Linked DNA regions of Anas platyrhynchos: region 2 is linked to region 1. A link is a contact called in public Hi-C data. All regions are on one chromosome and are shown on one strand. Each heading gives the region's core, a stretch centred on a gene start, on an enhancer-like site or on the middle of the called end of the contact. The rest is flanking DNA. Distances are from core to core; before and after follow the strand shown.

The links. Hi-C and Micro-C count contacts between places; a contact is called where the count stands out from the background.
Region 2: a Hi-C map of subcutaneous adipose tissue shows a contact between it and region 1, with 2.2 times the contacts expected there. The contact joins two enhancer-like sites. A contact is called at or near these places in 4 of 8 Hi-C or Micro-C datasets (liver, skeletal muscle, small yellow follicle and 1 more).

What each region holds. Positions count from the first base shown.
Region 1 is chr1:177,593,253-177,596,824 of IASCAAS_PekinDuck_T2T, forward strand. No RefSeq gene overlaps it. Among named protein-coding and RNA genes, the nearest start is that of LRCH1, 2.5 kb to the right of the region's middle. Within about 2 kb of position 1,704, at least 1 of the 8 cell types and tissues checked has an H3K27ac peak or open chromatin away from gene starts, as enhancers often do.
Region 2 is chr1:177,647,781-177,651,596 of IASCAAS_PekinDuck_T2T, forward strand. All of the region lies in intron 1 of LRCH1 (leucine rich repeats and calponin homology domain containing 1), which reads left to right. Among named protein-coding and RNA genes, the nearest start is that of LRCH1, 52 kb to the left of the region's middle. Within about 2 kb of position 2,226, at least 1 of the 8 cell types and tissues checked has an H3K27ac peak or open chromatin away from gene starts, as enhancers often do.

The DNA of each region.
Region 1 (3,572 bases), core at 454-2,953:
CCTCGCCGGTGTGTCTGCTATGAACCACTTGCCTTAGGCGTACTGTAGGCAGGACCAGGAGTTTGTGCTTCAGTTGAAAGGAGCGATTTTTATCTGCACCACTTGAAGCTTCAGCCTGCACGTTTCTTCTCTTGGGATCCAGCTCATCATTTTCTTTGTCCCGGTGCCATTACAATCATGCTATCAAGGACGTATAATGGGGCTTTTCTTAGCTGTGACTTCTGTGTCGCACACGAAACCAAGGTAACCTTGCAAGTGGAGTGATGCCAGCTCTGCTTGTCTTGTGATGTTTGCGTGTCGCTTCTGCCTCTGCACAGGACAGCCTGTCCACCTGGGAGGTTCACGTGAAGAAAGCAATGTAGGAGCTACACCATGCTGAGGCCCCTACAGCAGCGTATTAGAGCACATGGAGTGTGAGGTAGATGTCTGTACATGAAGTTACTGACACACACTACCTCATGAGACACCAGATCCCAGCACATAAGCCTTTGCCCACCTCTCATCCTAACAAGCCATGTGGGCCCTGTTGTTCCTTTCTGTCAATTTAGAGTCCTGGACAGGAGAAATTTACTCTGAGTCCCTACGGCTCATGGCCTTCCTCAGCTGTGGTACTTTCTGCTTATCTCTGACAGGATTTTTCCTGTCACAGCCACTATGTGTGACCCGAATAGCAGGTTGGTTACCTCCATAGTCATCTTCTTCTGCTACATACATGAAGTCTTTCTTCTGCAGTCTTCCCTTCCTCTGTGACATTTGCTTGTGTTTGCTGAAAAGCACCCATTGATTTCTTTTTCTTCTAGAGGTAATTTTTAAGCTGCTCTCAGTCTCCTGGCTGGCTCATGGAAGGCTCAGACAAGCACAAACACTGTCATATGGGAAACAGCAAGACCACATAGCTGGGGGCAAGGGATGGAGGGGCTGCCTACAGCGGCAGCTTGCCATCCCTGCAGCTTCACTGCTGCGTCAGGCTGTGCCCACGTTGTGATCCAAGCGAAGTCAATGTGCAGAGTGTGACCTTGTACATAGACATCTGCATGAGAACAGGAAATCGGTGCTGCTGCGACTGATCTTTTCTTTTTCTGAAGCGTTTCCAATTTCTGATCCTTTGTATCTATAGGAACAGACTGAGATCTGGCACAGCACTCAGGCACAGAGAGTGAAGATGATACAGCTTCGGTGCTATATTGTTTTCCCTGATAATCACAGAATTACAGAATGGTTTGGGTTGGAAGGTACCTCAAAGATCACCCAGTTCCAACACCCCTGCCATAGGCAGGGATGCCACCCACTACATCAGGCTGGCCAAGGCCCCATCCAGCCTGGCCTTGAACACCTCCAGGGATGGGGCAGCCACAGCTTCTCTGGGCAACCTGTGCCAGGGCCTCACCACCCTCTGAGGGAAGAATTTCTTCCAAATATCTAATCTAAATCTTCCCCTCTTTTAGTTTAAAGCCATTCCCCCCTTGTCCTATCCCTACACCCCCTGACAAAGAGTCCTTCCCCAGCTTTCCTGTAGGCCTGCCTTTAGGCACTGGAAGGCTGCTGTAAGGTCTCCCCAGAGCCTTCTCTTCTCCAGGCTGAGCAACCTCAACTCCCTCAGCTTGTCTTTGTAGGAGAGGTGCCTCAGTCCCCTGATCACCTTTTTGACCTTCTTTAATCCTGTCAGCCTGCAAACTGTTCCTTCCAAGCTCTGACAGCACAGGTCATACCTGCACCGCTCCTCAGCAACTCTGGTAAAAAGGATTTTAAAACAAACTTGCTGCCCCATCACAGCTGTGTGCCCTTACATTGCTACAAGGGAGAACCTGGATCTTAAACCCTGCCAGACCGTGCAGCAGGACAGCCCTGTGTGCCACTAAATCCTGCCTGTCCCCATGTTGGGTGTTTTAAGGGAGAACCCTGAATTAGCAGGACAGCATGAAGACAATGCAGAGCAAAAAACACGTTGTTTATTGCAAAATTGGCACCAGAAGTCACTTTGTCATATCAGGAGTGGGGGAGGAAGGAGTGTGGTATCCCACCAGTGACTGAGCTTACCAAACCTCGCAGAAAGACAGGCCTGTTATCTGACTGTAAAGAGCTGATGCTGAAAGATGATTTCTGCAGATACACTGTCTGCATGCTTAGCTCCATAGTACTAGTCACAATATTAAGTTTCATGTTGTTGGGGGATTTCATACATAGGAAATCTTGTGCAAGGCCATTTGCTGTGTCATAAAACCTACAACACTTCAGCCTTCTCTATGTGTAAAAGAATATAGTACTTATTCTATTAAAATATTACATTAAGAAAATCTATTACAGGGGAAGCCAAGCAGTTGCTCTTATTCACAGCTTACTCAACTCACACTATTTTTCATCAACACTTTTCTGTAAATCGCTGAGAAGATGGAGCTATTCGGCTGTTTCCTTATGCTTTCCAACAGGAAAACAAATGAAGCTTTTTAAATCCCGAACATGCTGTGACTAGTGGAAATGTGTGGGGAACATTATCTTAATCAGCCACCACCAAGCTTTGCCAGAAGTAACGTGATATCCGGACATACCTGTGACAGCAGTGGCTGTTGTGTTCCTTGGGGAAGATCTCTTCAGCTTGGGGCTGTTCTAAGGAACGGTGTCACGAATTGTTCTCTGGTGCACCCAAGATTTTCTTGAACTGGTAGGAGACTGAATGTGTCATGCAGAAACCCAGCATCCCTGCATCACACCTGCAGAACCAGCAATCACAGATGTAAGGACAGTTTGGATTTGAGTTTAGCTTGGGGCCTATATTTTGTGCGCAGTTTAAAAGCACTTCCAGTAAAATAATCCCCTTCTTATCCACCTAACCTTACAGACCTTTCCTTACACTTCTCAGCTGTAAAGAAGAAGCTTTTTATGGATATTTTGATGCTATTCAGTCTACCTCTAGTACCCTTCTCTCTTTTAAGTTTCTTGTTGTGGCAGCTAAACTTGCAGAGCTCTCTCCTGTTTTTTTTTTGTTTGTTTGTTTTGTTTTTGTTTTGTTGTTGTTGTTTTGTTTTGTTTTGTTATTGTTTTTCTAAAGGTGTTTCCTTGTGGCAATTCTGCCTTCCTTTGCCCTGTAGCACTTGGTGTTGAACTTCCTGGAGCCTGGGAAGCTTTAATTTAACATCAGCCATCGATCACAGCACAAGGGGACGGAGCGAAGCGTAATGGCCTGTAAAGTACAGGTCACACGTGGTGATATATGGGTCCCTTTTTAGCTTTGAGCTCTCTGAGTGGCAGGGAAGCATGAGGCCTCACGCTTTGGTTTGTCACTCCAAATCACCCCTCGAAGGGTCTCTCTGGGGCAAGCCGGGCTCCAGAGCCATGCACAGGTGTGAAGCAGCGCCTGCAGCAGCAGCAGGCTTCAGAAACTCCTTCTGCAGGGCAGGTGCTCCCCAGGGCCTGTGGAGTCCGGCGGCAAGAGCCGCTGCAGCTTGTAATTTTCAAATGAAACATGCTCTGCCTCAGCATATGCATGCTTGCCTCAGTGCCTGCACCGTAGTTTCACCCCACTCCACTACAAGCTGCTGCAGAGCTGGTGCAGTTAGAGAGGGGATGCTGTTAGC
Region 2 (3,816 bases), core at 976-3,475, 55 kb after region 1:
TACAGGTGTTTGGGTCCCAAATGTGTTAACACCTTCACAGGGATCCGCAGGAAGGACCCAGTGGTTATGGAACCCAGGAACCATATTTTTTTTTGCCAATCTTAACCCTAAACTGTTGTCCTAATGATGAAGAAATACCAGATAAAGCAGAAACGTAAATGCTTTATGTTGCTGCCTAAAGCCAGGTGTGCTGGGCAGTACGGTAAGTACGATAATGAGGCAGACTGCTGTAGGTAGTAACCTCCTCTTTCTTCGTCCTGGCTTGTGATGGTTTACTGAGGGCATCTCTTGCAGAAAAATTTCCTTTGCCTCCTTTGAATTGGAGTGTGCCACAGCACTAACAATGAGAACATGCTTCAACACAGCTGTCAGCAAGTTATTGCTACCCTTTTTCTCTCCCCTTCCCTCACCCCTGAAGTTTGTGCTCAGGTTTAGCTTCTGGGAGAGCTGTTGGATTGCTTCCGGGCAATCAGTGTGCTACCTGAAAAGAATTGTAGGATTGCACTTGGCTTACATTTGCTCTACTGGGTGGTTACAGGGCACAGTGGTAAAGCAAGCCCTATATTCCCTAATGGTGTGGCAGATGAAATACAGTGGAGTGGCAGGTGAGGATCTCTGAGGAGGAATGATCGAGTTTGTAAGCATCGTCTTTGTTGAGTCTATCATCTGACGTTAATTGAGAGACATTTTAAGGCTGCTTTTGCCTTAAATAGGCCAAGTGCAGCTACTGCTGTAACTACAGAGAGCTCGCAGATACCTCAGGTTGTTGCATCGACTGAAAGAAGCTTGGAGGAAACGCTTCAATGTGACTATTTCAGAAGGGTTGGTTTTGTGTGTGTGTTTTTTCTCAACCTCTCCTTAGTATTTGTGTTTGTTTCCTTGACCTCCATTGTCTTTGCTTCCTGCAGTTGTGACAAGTAAACTCATTTGTTATACTCTGAAAACCCTTGTGAGAAATAGGTCCATGGAAACGTCGGGGGTTTGTAAGGCTTTGCATAGGTGTCTTCCTATTTCTGCCCTTCTCATTCCTCATCGATGGTCTCGAGAAACCCTGCTACAGGGTGTTGGCCAAGTCTGAGATCAGGACTCCCTCTTGTGGTACCAGCTCTGCCAGGCTCACAATGTGATTCTTTCTCAATGTTGGTTTCCTTCGCTCCTGTTCCTACTGCCTCTAAAAGCCTTGATTTAGGGCCTTGTTGGTGACTGGCGGATGTATGATTATATTACAATTGCTACATTTGATATGTACTAAATTGAGTTCATTGTGATCATCGATAACGCTGATAAAGTAGAGCTGTGTGTTTTGTATCCCTACAGGTAGCTCTTGAATTTGCCCATGTATTTTAATGTTATGTCAAGATGTGGAATAGGGAAGAATTGCAGAATTCATCCACACAGCTGCCAAGGAGAAACACTTGATATATTAAATCATATCAATAGTAAGGAAAAGCACATCAATGTTCACTTTGGTTTTGCTTTAAGGGGCATTCTTTGTCTTCTCTTATTTCTTCTTCTGTCTGCTAAATAACTTGAGCAGACACGTCTCTTAGTTAAGAAATGCCATGCGCTCACTGTGCTCTAATTATCACGAACAAACCAGAATGCATCAGGCACCAGAGGTCTCTGCTCCCACTTTGTTGTGTGTGTGGCATCACTGGCAGTGGGAGTTGCTGGCTGCACGTCCAGAACATTATTCATCAATGCTCTCTGACAGATAGAGTCAAGTAAGTGGGACAAGGTGTGCTGCTCTGCTGAGTAACAGCAAGTTGAAGGGCATCTGTTAGAGGTATACCGCATTTTGTTAGTTGTGAAAACACTAACATAAATATATATGACTTTGGGACAACCATTTAGGTGGAGGAAAAAACTAGAAGGAAGCAATTGCTTGCTACAAAGCATTGACTATTTGATTCTGAGGGGCACGAGGTCAGTGATAATAGAGCACTTGCCTTCCCTGCCAAGGCAAGTATACTTGTGTTAACTAGTGTTAGCCTGGCCACTTGGTGAATGCAGTTTGGTTTGCAGTGGCAGAGTGGTCTATACTCTGTATGTATGCTCTGTCTGTATGGTTGGTTTAAATGCTGTTTGGGGTGTTGGTAATCAGCTTGTAGACTGCTGTCACAACAGTGGTAGGCAGCAGTGGGATTTCATTGTGGCAGGCGCTTTTGGAGCTGCAGGAATTGGAAAGGTTTGTCCTGAGGATGGATCAGTCATCGTTGCCCAGCAGTGTGCCATGCCAGGTAGCCAAACACTGCTCAGAGCCTGCTGCTGGTAGGAAATTTCTGCTTTTTGTTGTTCACTCTCTGCTAAGGAAGCTCTTGTTTTGGGTAGCTCCTGTCCAGCTTCCAGCGTAGTAATGCTCTTGTACAAAAACAGTGCCATTGCTCCAGAATTGTGCTGATTCTTCAAAAGATCAGGCTTCCATCTCATATTTTTCTAAGCTGGCTTGCTTACTTTGCATTCCATTCTTTATTTTGGAGTTTTAACGAACTTGTTCTTGGCAGTATAAAATGGGATGAAGCCAGATTCAGTTTGAAATGCCTTTGTGGCATAAATAATGAATGAATAGTGTATTCCATTTAAAACACAGAAAGCTTGCTCTGGTGCCCTCCCTGCCACTGGGATATTTGCCTGTGTTTGTGCTGCCTGCTTCACAACAGAATTACAGGAAACAGTCACCTCGGGTTAAGCCCATATATAGTTCCTTAGTAACCCTAAAATAGTGTTTCTGCCATAATGGATTTGTTTCTTTGTTAGATCTCCTATTTATTAAAGGCGATAATCAGTTAAAAGGCTAAACTCTATCAACCCTACCTCTCTATTCCTTTCTATTTCTGTAGCAAAGTTAGTCTCTGCAGTAATTTAATGATTTTTAATTCCCCTGAGGCACTATTTTTCAAATTAATGATTTAACAGATGTTTTATTCTAGAACTTAAATATCAGAATATACCTGAAGTGTACATACAGGTTGTCAGGTGCAGTAATGAAACAAGGTGCAAAAGTACTTTGGTATAAGTAATATCAAAATAATTATGTAACTTTCAGAGGTTTCTGTACGTGTTTGCATATACGAGGTACAGTATGAAGCTGATATGCAGACTGCTCTCCTTACTGTTGAGTTTTTAAGGCATGCACTTGTCATTACAGATTTTTTAGGGGCATCTGAAAGCTGCTAGGCTTTCTTCACAGCTGCATCATGTTTTGAGGTTTACATTCATTTTGTGATTGAATAAAAGCCATCCTTTCTTTTGTCTTTTTTTTTTTTTTTTTTTACCCTTCATCCATTTGAGCAGGAAAGTCTGTTTTTTGGCCAAAAAAAAAAATCATTTAAAAAATGATGGTATCATACCGATTCCATTCCTGTACCCCATTTCTCAGAGACGGTCAGATATGGTATTTGATACATCTTAAATAAAAATAAAATTAATTCTGTTAGCAAAACTCTGCTTTTTAAGTTACACTGTATTAAATAAAACGTACAGTTTTGATTCTTCTGCTTTACTATGGATTGAACTTCTTAATGTTATTTAGGAAGCAGCAGTAGATATAACAGTGTTGAAATGATCGTAATCTTTGATAACTAGACAATAATAAATAATTGACTTCCATTGTTGGAAGTTAATTGAATTCCTTTTTTGTATACATGTTGTGTCCAATAACCCGCTGTCCTGAGGATAACAGGGAGGATTTTCTGTTATCATCTGTGGCTTCTTTGTTTTGTCCTTCTTCAGATTACCAGAGCTAAAGCCCTTGAGAACTGAGGATAACAATAAAAACAATCAAAGAAAGGATAGTATTAAAATAGCAATAAATGA